Linked DNA regions of Mus musculus: region 2 is linked to region 1. Evidence: chromatin contacts called from public HiChIP or PLAC-seq data. All regions are on one chromosome and are shown on one strand. The core of a region is the stretch at or near the end of the contact, and the rest is flanking DNA. Distances in the headings are between cores, read along the strand shown. Region 1 overlaps Gm36924 (a long non-coding RNA gene). Region 2 has its middle 23 kb from the start of Pbk.

Region 1 (4,351 bases), core at 767-3,266:
TAACCCTGAGTGTAGCACTAACTGCAGATTTGTCCCAATTTGTAGATTATAGTAGTATATGCACACCGGCAAATGTTATTGTTGTTGTTGTTGTCGTTCTTTCCTTTTCTTTCTTTTGAGACAGGGACTCACATAACACAGGCTGGTCTTGAACATAGCAGCCAGTTTTGGATGGTCTCAAACTCCTGATCCTCCTGCTTCCATGCTGAGAGGACCAGGATAGATGCAGGACATCACTGCCTGGCTAAAGGTCTATGTTTTCTGAATGCCATTTTCAATTTGTTCTGCAGGAGTCGCTTTCACACAGTGAAAGAGAAAAGTCTGTGCTGGTCAGATGACTCGGTGGATAAAGATGTTTGTTACCAACCCTGATGACCTGAGTTCCACCCTGAAGCCCCACGTAGTAGGAGACAACTGAGAGCCTCTGACTTCCACATGCATGCACTTTGCAGTAAGTATGCAACACCCCACCCTACCAATGAGAGAATGGATGAATAAATAAATAAATAAATAAATAATCACATGTTTTGTTTTGGAAATAGGGGTTACAATGTAGCCCAGCTGGCCCCAAACTGGCAAAGATCCACCAGTCTCTGCCTCCCAAGTGCTGAGATTAAAGTGAGCCATTCTCTGTTCATTGCTAGCTGTGGCATTGGGTGAGCTAGCCCTGGCAGTGCTGAAGAGCTTGCCCTGGTTGTGTGGGTGTGAGAGGCTGGCCGGTTGACTAGTTCAGCTACTACTTAGGCCCAGATCCAGGGCTTTGAGTTGGCCCACCCCAACATCTACCCCATCTATGAACTGCTGGAGCATGTCAAAGAGCCAGTCCTACAGATTCAAAGCTGCAAGATCTCTATGACACAGGGCAACAACATATCTGAGAGGAGTCCCAGTGAGGAACCAATATTGATGGGGTAGCAGAAGCCAGGGGCTTCAAATCAGATCAATGAGTCACTGCAATGAACATTTGCAAATGAAGAAGTGTGGACAAGAGGGTATACTGCGGGACACACTGTGACACACTACAGCTTCCACAACGAGATTTTTTTTTTCCTTTGGGGAGGCAGGTTGCAAGGGGGAAGGGTGCGTATGAAGGGACAGATTGATGAATGGGATTGGGGTATGTCTTAGTTACGGTTTTACTGCTGTGAACAGACACCATGATCAAGGCAAGTCTTATAAAAAAACATTTAATTGGGGCTGGCTTACAGGTTCAGAGGTTCAGTCCATTATCATCAAGGTGGGAGCATGGCAGTATCCAGGCAGGCATGGCACAGGCAGAGCTGAGAGTTCTATGTCTTCATCCAAAGGCTGCTAGTGGAAGACTGACTTCTAGGCAACTGGGGTGAGAGTCTTAAACCCACACCCATGGTGACACACCTACTCCAACCAGGCCACACCTATTCCAACAAGGCCACACCTCCAAATGGTGCCACTCCCTGGTCCAAGAATATACAAACCATCACAGGGTACATGATCCAAAATTCACAAAGAATCAATAAAAAGTTAAATAGAAGGAGAAGAAGGAGGAAGAGGAGGAGGAAGAGAAGAAGAAGAAGAAGAAGAAGAAGAAGAAGAAGAAGAAGAAGAAGAAGAAGAAAGAAAGAAAGAAAGAAAGAAAGAAAGAAAGAAAGAAAGAAAGAAAGATGCTATGCTTGATTCAAATAAATAAAAGTAATTTAAAAATAAAATAAGTAATGCCCGGTCTCTATCTGTTCCTGAGTTGAGTCCTTGCTCTCCCAACACAGACGACTCTGGGCGAGTTCCTCAAAACTCAATGTATCCATGAAGATTTCTTTGCTTGAGATTCACTTGTATTTTTTCTCTAGTTTTCTACACATGCCTCGTGTTTGCCTAGACTAGCGATTCCTGGTTAACTCGGTCTCTCTTTCTGAGGAGACCTTGTTCCTTCCCATGAAGACGCAGGACATGGAAGATGCAGGGTGTGAGCAGAACACAGCTGTGCCTCTGTTTCTGGCCTGCCTCAGCTGCCTGGGAATGAGTCATGGGCGGCCCTGGGAGGTTCCCTGGCTCCTGGCTTTCTGGTAGGAAGAACAGCTTGCAGGCTGCAGCCCAGCTGAAACCAGTCTCCCTTCTTGCGTGGCACAGACAGACGAACCCTGTGACACTTCCTGTGTGTGACTATTACACAGCCCCTTGGCCTCAGCTGTCTTGGTTTTTTTTCTTTAACTGTTTCATGTCCCCTGGTTAGAAAACTTTGCCGTTAAGTGGCTTCTGTCCTGGTCTGGGCATTTTCCCTGTCTTCCCTTTGCTTTGAACCAAGGAAGGCTCTGGAACCCCACCCTCAAGCTTCCTGACTGCACCTATTCCATCAAGGTGACTCAGAGTGGATTTTTTTTTCTTCCTCCTAAGTTCAGGCCTCACCCCTACCCACCAGCCACCAAAGGTGACACAGTCCTGGGAAAACAAGCTCTTAATTACTGGCCCAGTATCATGGGAAAGATTCTACGGGCTTCCTTTTAGAGGCATAATTATCTTGAAACAACAACAACAACAACACTTTATTTTCTATATTTTGAAACAGGATCTTGCTTCATGGCCCAGGCTGGCCTTAAACTTCTGTTCTTCTACCTCTATCTCTTAAGTATGAGGATGATCAATGTGTCAGAGCCAAGCCTGGTTTTATTTGATACTGAGATCCAATCCAGGGTTTTGAGTGCACTAGGCAAGCACTGTCGGTTGAGCACCCCCAGTCCCAATCTTCTAAACGTCTGGTTTTGCTTGTTGGTTGGTTGGGTTTTTTGTTTTTCCTTTCCTTTCCTTTCCTTTCCTTTCCTTTCCTTTCCTTTCCTTTCCTTTCCTGGGCCTCACACCTAAGGCTTCACTTATGCTAAGCACGTATTGTGTCGCTGAGCTGTACCCCTACTCCCTTTACATTTATTTATTGTGTGTGTGGGGGGGAGGCACTTGCACGCCACAGATTGATGGTAGAGGTCAGAGAACAATTTACAGAAGTCAGTTCTTTTCTTCCCACTGTGTGGGTTCCAGGGGTCAAACTCAGGTCATCGGGCTTGGCAGCAAGTGCTTTTATCCACTGAGCCACCTTATTCTAGAATGTAGAACACAACATGTTTGTTTTGTGGTTCTTGATTGAGAAAAAAAAAAAAAACCTTTGCATTGATTAGTTATATATGTAACCAGTATTGACTAGAGTGACTATGCTTGTCTAAAAATGTCAGTAGTGGATCCAGGGGTGAAATCATCAATAGGGATTCCTCTCTGACATCAGCCTGCCCCCCCCCCCTCTCTCTCCAGGGTTTCTCTGTATAGCCCTGGCTGTCCTGAAGCATACTTTAGGCCAGGCTGGCCTCAAACTCAGAGATCTGCCTGCTTTTGCCTTCCGATTTGCTGGGGTTAAAGGTGTGCACCACCACAGTTGGAGTATTCATTCAGAATTTTGCCATTTTCTTCCTCTCTCCACCATTGACTTTTTTCTTTGGTGGTCAGGATTGACCCAGTTTCAAGGGGTTTGGCCTCTTATTCAAGGTATTGAAATAAAAGCTCAGGACAATTTTTTCAAAAGGATTAAGAAAACTTTAAAGCAGCCGGGCGTAATCCCAGCACTTGGGAGGCAGAGACAGGAGGATTTCTGAGTTCCAGGCCAGCCTGGTCTACAAAGTGAGTTCCAGGACAGCCAGGGCTACACAGAGAAACCCTGTCTCGAAAAAAAAAAAAAAAAACCCAAAACAAACAAACAAACAAAAAACAAAAAAAAAAAAAGAAAGAAAAAGAAAAGAAAAGGAAAAAGAAAACTTTAAAGCAAAACAATAGAAAAGATCAAGCTATAGCACAAGGAAGCTGTGGCCACATGGGAGTGCTCAAGGGCACTAATTGTGGCCTGGGGCTTCTTCCATGGGGCTCTAGAGAAGGAGGATCTTGGTTACTAGTGATGGTCATTCTCTGCTTTGACAGACAGATTATAACAGAATCTTTTATCTGCTGTACATGTCTTGTCCCACCACCCTGGATTTTATTTACGTGCACACTCATTTATGCATAGGCATAAGATGACAGATAGATTCTCCCTAAAAATTTACTTGAGCGGAAGGTTTTATTTGACTGTATGTATGACCAAAAGCAGTTCAGGCTGGCTCACACCCTCCCCCAACATGTGTTTGAATGAATAGAAACTGTCCAAATTTAATGGCTACAAAGAGGAGAAATATATCCCATTGTTCAGAAAAGGGTGTGTGATTAGCCCAGTGCAGGTGGGGTTCGAGGTTGCTAGTGTGCTGTTCAGAGAGCAGCAATGTGGTTGTAGTCTGGTAGGTAGAGGATACACACTGCTAAAAGCATTGTTTGAAGAGTGGTGTGAACATAACCCAAACCCATA
Region 2 (4,351 bases), core at 1,140-3,639, 1.1 Mb after region 1:
TATTAGTGCCATGTTATCTAAACACAAACTAGCCCATATGACCCCCTCTTCCCTTCTGTAAACACCACATCATTGACTCTTTGACAGAATAGTTTGTGAGTCAGAAGCCATCACAGGTTAATTTGATAGCTGGAAGTGTTGGCTATAAAAATGGCGGTTTGTACAATGCCTAATTGTTTTCTTATTTTTGGATGTGCTGTTGACTAAGGAAGCAATCCATTTAAGTTGCTGTGGAAGGTGTTTCTGGCTTCCAAACAGACTTCATAATTTCCAGATGGTAGTGGCCCAGCGTAGACTGCTGGGAAGAGGAGTGGAGGGTGTGGGGCGACAGTGAGTTCTTCTTACTGTTGCACCTGGCTGCAGTAACAGAGAAAAGTAGGTCCCAGACTGTTCCTGCCTGTCACTGACCAAGCGATGATGGGGCTCCTTCAAGCCTGACCCTTTTCACTCCCCAGGATATCTACTTCGGTTCTGTGGACAGCCTGCACTCCGCAGTGGTATAGTTACTCCAAAAGTCATGTGTAGTGGTACAAGCCTTTAATCCCAGCACTCAGGAGACAGGGGCAGGCAGATCATTGCGAGTTGGAGGCCAGCTAAGGACCTGCCTGGGCTACATAGTCTCCAAGCAGGAAACAAACAGTTTCTCCCAGTAACCATGCTGTGGGGAAAAAGAAGAACATTATTGGTTTTTAACTCAAAGACTAAACTATAATAGGTGTAATTGATGCAAGGTTTTGAATGAATTACCTTGAAAAAAGATTAGCTGATGCCATACTTTATAGCTCAGGGACTTGGAATGGATTATCTCCAGACCACAATTAATTGGCAGAATATGGAAAATAAGCACAGACTCCTGGAACTCACAAACATTACCATTTAAAGAAGTGGCTAAGGTATGGGAGCGGGGAATGCAGAAGTGATGCTTGTGTGTGTAATCTGGCATGGGGCAGTGGAAAATTCTCTGCACTGGGGAAGCAGAAGATAAGAACTTTCTCCTGGAGTCGGCCTCTGGCCGGATGTGTCCTTGGGCAAGCGTCTTAGCTTCTGCGGAAGTCACATTTCTGTGTTTGTAAGAGGGAGGGCTGGAACTAGATGATATCTCTGTTCTCTTCCAGATCCAGTATTTTATTACCTCAAAGCCTCTTCACCTGCTGGCAAGTGAAGCTCAGCAGCTCAAAGTGCTTGCCACACAAGCCTAATGACCTGAATTTAATTCCCATAACCTACATGGCGATCAGAGAGAACTGACTCACAAAAGCTGTCCTCCAAGCAATACATTCATTCTGTGGCGCACACAAACACACACGTACACTCGCTCACACACATACGCGCACTCACACACATACAAACACACGCAAACATATACTCATACCCTCACATACACACACAATACTCACACTCACACAGAAACACACATACACTCTCACACTGACATGTATACATATACTCTCACACATACACACATGGATGCACTCACACTCAAAAACACATACACACACATACACACACTCACACATATACACACATGCACACATGCACATAAACACACACATACACAGTCATGCACTCACACTCAAACACACTCACACACATGTAAACATGTACATACTCACACTCAAACACATGAACATAAACACACATACACACACATCTGCACACACTCACACACTCATACATACACATGCACTCACACACATGCACTCACACACATGCACACATGTACACTCACACTCAAATCCACACACATACACACACTCACATGTATACGCACTCACATATACACAAAAGCAAAATTTAAAAAATATAAACATAAACAACAAAACAACAACAATAAAACAGCAACAACAAAAACCAAACACCCTGCTAACCAAAATCTATATAGTAGAAAAATCTGCTACTATAGGCAAGATGTTTTTTGTCCTGTATGTCACACTTACAGCCCTCTATCCTGTCCAGTATATGTGAGAGAGCCATTTATACAGCTAGCTGACTGTCACCTGGGGTCTAAGTCCCACTCAGCTTTATCTCCTCAGTAAACAGCCCGGGTTTTGGCACATGTCGAGACCCTAGTCACGCTGAGTGGCGTGAGTGGATGGACCCCATAGTCGTCGGCCACGCTTAAGAACATAGTTTCCTTGATTGCACTTCCTGCCGCCGTCCTGTTTCCTCCTCAAAGCCAAATCCTGTGGGTTAAAATGGTGTCCCGCATCCGACCAGCCACAGCCTGAACTAGTGTGACAGGAACCTTTAGCCTAAGCAAGACAAGCTTGGAGCAAATTTACATGATCCTGCAGGCGATGGCTCTAGACCTTGCAGGGGCTGGAGGCCGGAGACCATTCTCCTCATGACTTAGCCTAAAACCTTGTGAGTCACAGGCTGGAGGAAACTTTGGAGGGTGTGTTGTGGTTGGTGTTCCAGTCACCACATTTGAACACACACTGTCACTCCATACCACGCTCCTGGCTGTCTAACTGGGTTGCTGAGTTCACTTTTTGAGTCAACCTACATTTTGTCATAAGTAGGACAGGCTGAACTGCTACTATCATGACAGAGAGACAGTCGGTGGTCAAGCCGCTGAAGTGACAGCAGCAGTCCCCCCACCCCCCGCAGAAATCAGAGTTCCTTTATGAGATTCTGAGTCCCATTAATAAAGGAATCGAAGAACAAACCCAGAAGAAAGCTCAAGAGTGATTTAATCGGAGTTTAAAAGAAAAACACCAGGGCAGACAAACTGTCTCTCTCTCAACAGCCGCTTGGAGGAGGAGGAGGAAACATTCATGTTGTTTGCCTTAAGCCAATATGGAGGCCAGCCACCTGATGGACAAGCAGCTACACAGCAAGGTGGGGCATGGTAAAGAAAGAGTGAAGCCAGGAGTGCTGAGGAAAGCTGCTTAGGCTCTGGCTAGCTTCCAAAGATAGATGAGAAGGCAGAAAATGGGAAATTACAGTTTCTAAGGCAGACACAACAGAACCCAGTGGCAGCCCTGAAACAATGGCACAGAGGGGTGTTACAGATTGTCTTATTAAAGGAAAAATGACTCTTCCTTTCTCTTCAGCATGGTTTAAGGTAGATCCACTCTCCTGAGGGGTATCCAGGTGACTGACCAACTGAACATGGAGGCAACAATGGCATGTCTTCACCCACATGTAGACTCCATTCTTTACTGAGGGCCCCAGCAGTAGTACCCCTCCGGCGAGGGATGGACAGAATGGGGAGCAAAGGAGGCAAATGTAGGTGGTGGGGATAACAAAGACTGTAGACGGACAGAATGAGAAAGGTAGCCTAAGAGTACAGACGTCAGAGGCTTTAAAAATCCAAAGTCATCATAGATGACCAGCCCTGGGTTCTGCCAAGTCTTGGAGACCAAGAATCCTGACACCCAAGGTTAGGAGCTGTAGCTGGCTAGCATTAACTCCTATTGATTGACACTGCATTGCCAAGTGCCAGGCACTGATAACCAAATCCCAGATCAATGAGCCTCTTGTCAGAGTGACTGGGCCTACACCTCTAGTTCTCAAGGATAAAAGCATCCAAGCTTTTCAGTTCTATCCATAAGCCTGAGGCTCTCAAGGGCCCGGTACTATCAAAACTACTCATTGCTTATAGTGACATCATTCATGTAGGACAAAGGGCCCTGGCCTGATCATTGGTGACAAAGGCACCACTAAACTGTGCTGTCCTTCTTCTCCTGTGTGGTGTGCTCATGGAGCCTTTGTTAGTAACTGTTTCCCTTCCAATCACCTGGCTAATCCCTAGCATCATTTGTGGTCCCTCCTCCCTACCGTGAGCTTCTGAAACACTTCAAGTGTTCAGCTCTGTGAACACTTGTTCTGTACAGTCAGATGAAGGAACAACAGCTGTACTTAACATTCGGAGTGAGTTTATTCAATATTCAACGAGCTAAAATAAAATAGTGGAGGTGGGGAGATCATTAAATCAGATACTCAAAACATCCATCAGGAATCAACCAGGGACATCCTTTGTGGTGGTTTGAATAGTTTTGGCCCCTGTAGACTCATATGTTTGAATAGAATGACACTGTTAGAAGGTGTGGCCTTGTTGGGGTAGGTATGGCTTTGTTGGAGGAAGCGTGTCACTGTGGGGGTGGGCTTTGAGGTCTCCTATGCTCAGGCTTCTCCTAGTGTGGAGTAAGAGTCTCCTCCTGACTGCCTTCCGATGAAGATGTAGAACTCTCAGCTCCTCCAGCATCATGTCTGCCTCCAGGCTGCCATACTCCCTGCCATGATGATAACAGACTAAACCTCTGAAACTGTAAGCCGGCCCTGAATAAATGTTTTCCTTCATAAGAGTTGTCTCTTTACAGCAATAAAAAACCTAAGAGATCCTGTT

Evidence for each region. HiChIP or PLAC-seq counts read pairs in DNA pulled down with a chosen protein or histone mark.
Region 2: a FOXA1 HiChIP or PLAC-seq map of pancreatic cancer cells shows a contact between it and region 1. The contact joins two enhancer-like sites. A contact is called at or near these places in 1 of 115 datasets of contacts at active chromatin or transcription factors (pancreatic cancer cells) and 1 of 9 other capture datasets (adipose tissue).

What each region holds. Positions count from the first base shown.
Region 1 is chr14:64,637,710-64,642,060 of GRCm38.p6, forward strand. Gm36924 (a long non-coding RNA gene) reads left to right here. Exons shown (of 3, transcript XR_383509.2): 3 at 291-476. Among named protein-coding and RNA genes, the nearest start is that of Kif13b, 13 kb to the right of the region's middle. Within about 2 kb of position 2,017, at least 206 of the 459 cell types and tissues checked have an H3K27ac peak or open chromatin away from gene starts, as enhancers often do. A contact at or near this core is called in pancreatic cancer cells, where this site is marked.
Region 2 is chr14:65,780,767-65,785,117 of GRCm38.p6, forward strand. No RefSeq gene overlaps it. Among named protein-coding and RNA genes, the nearest start is that of Pbk, 23 kb to the right of the region's middle. Within about 2 kb of position 2,390, at least 26 of the 459 cell types and tissues checked have an H3K27ac peak or open chromatin away from gene starts, as enhancers often do. A contact at or near this core is called in pancreatic cancer cells, where this site is marked.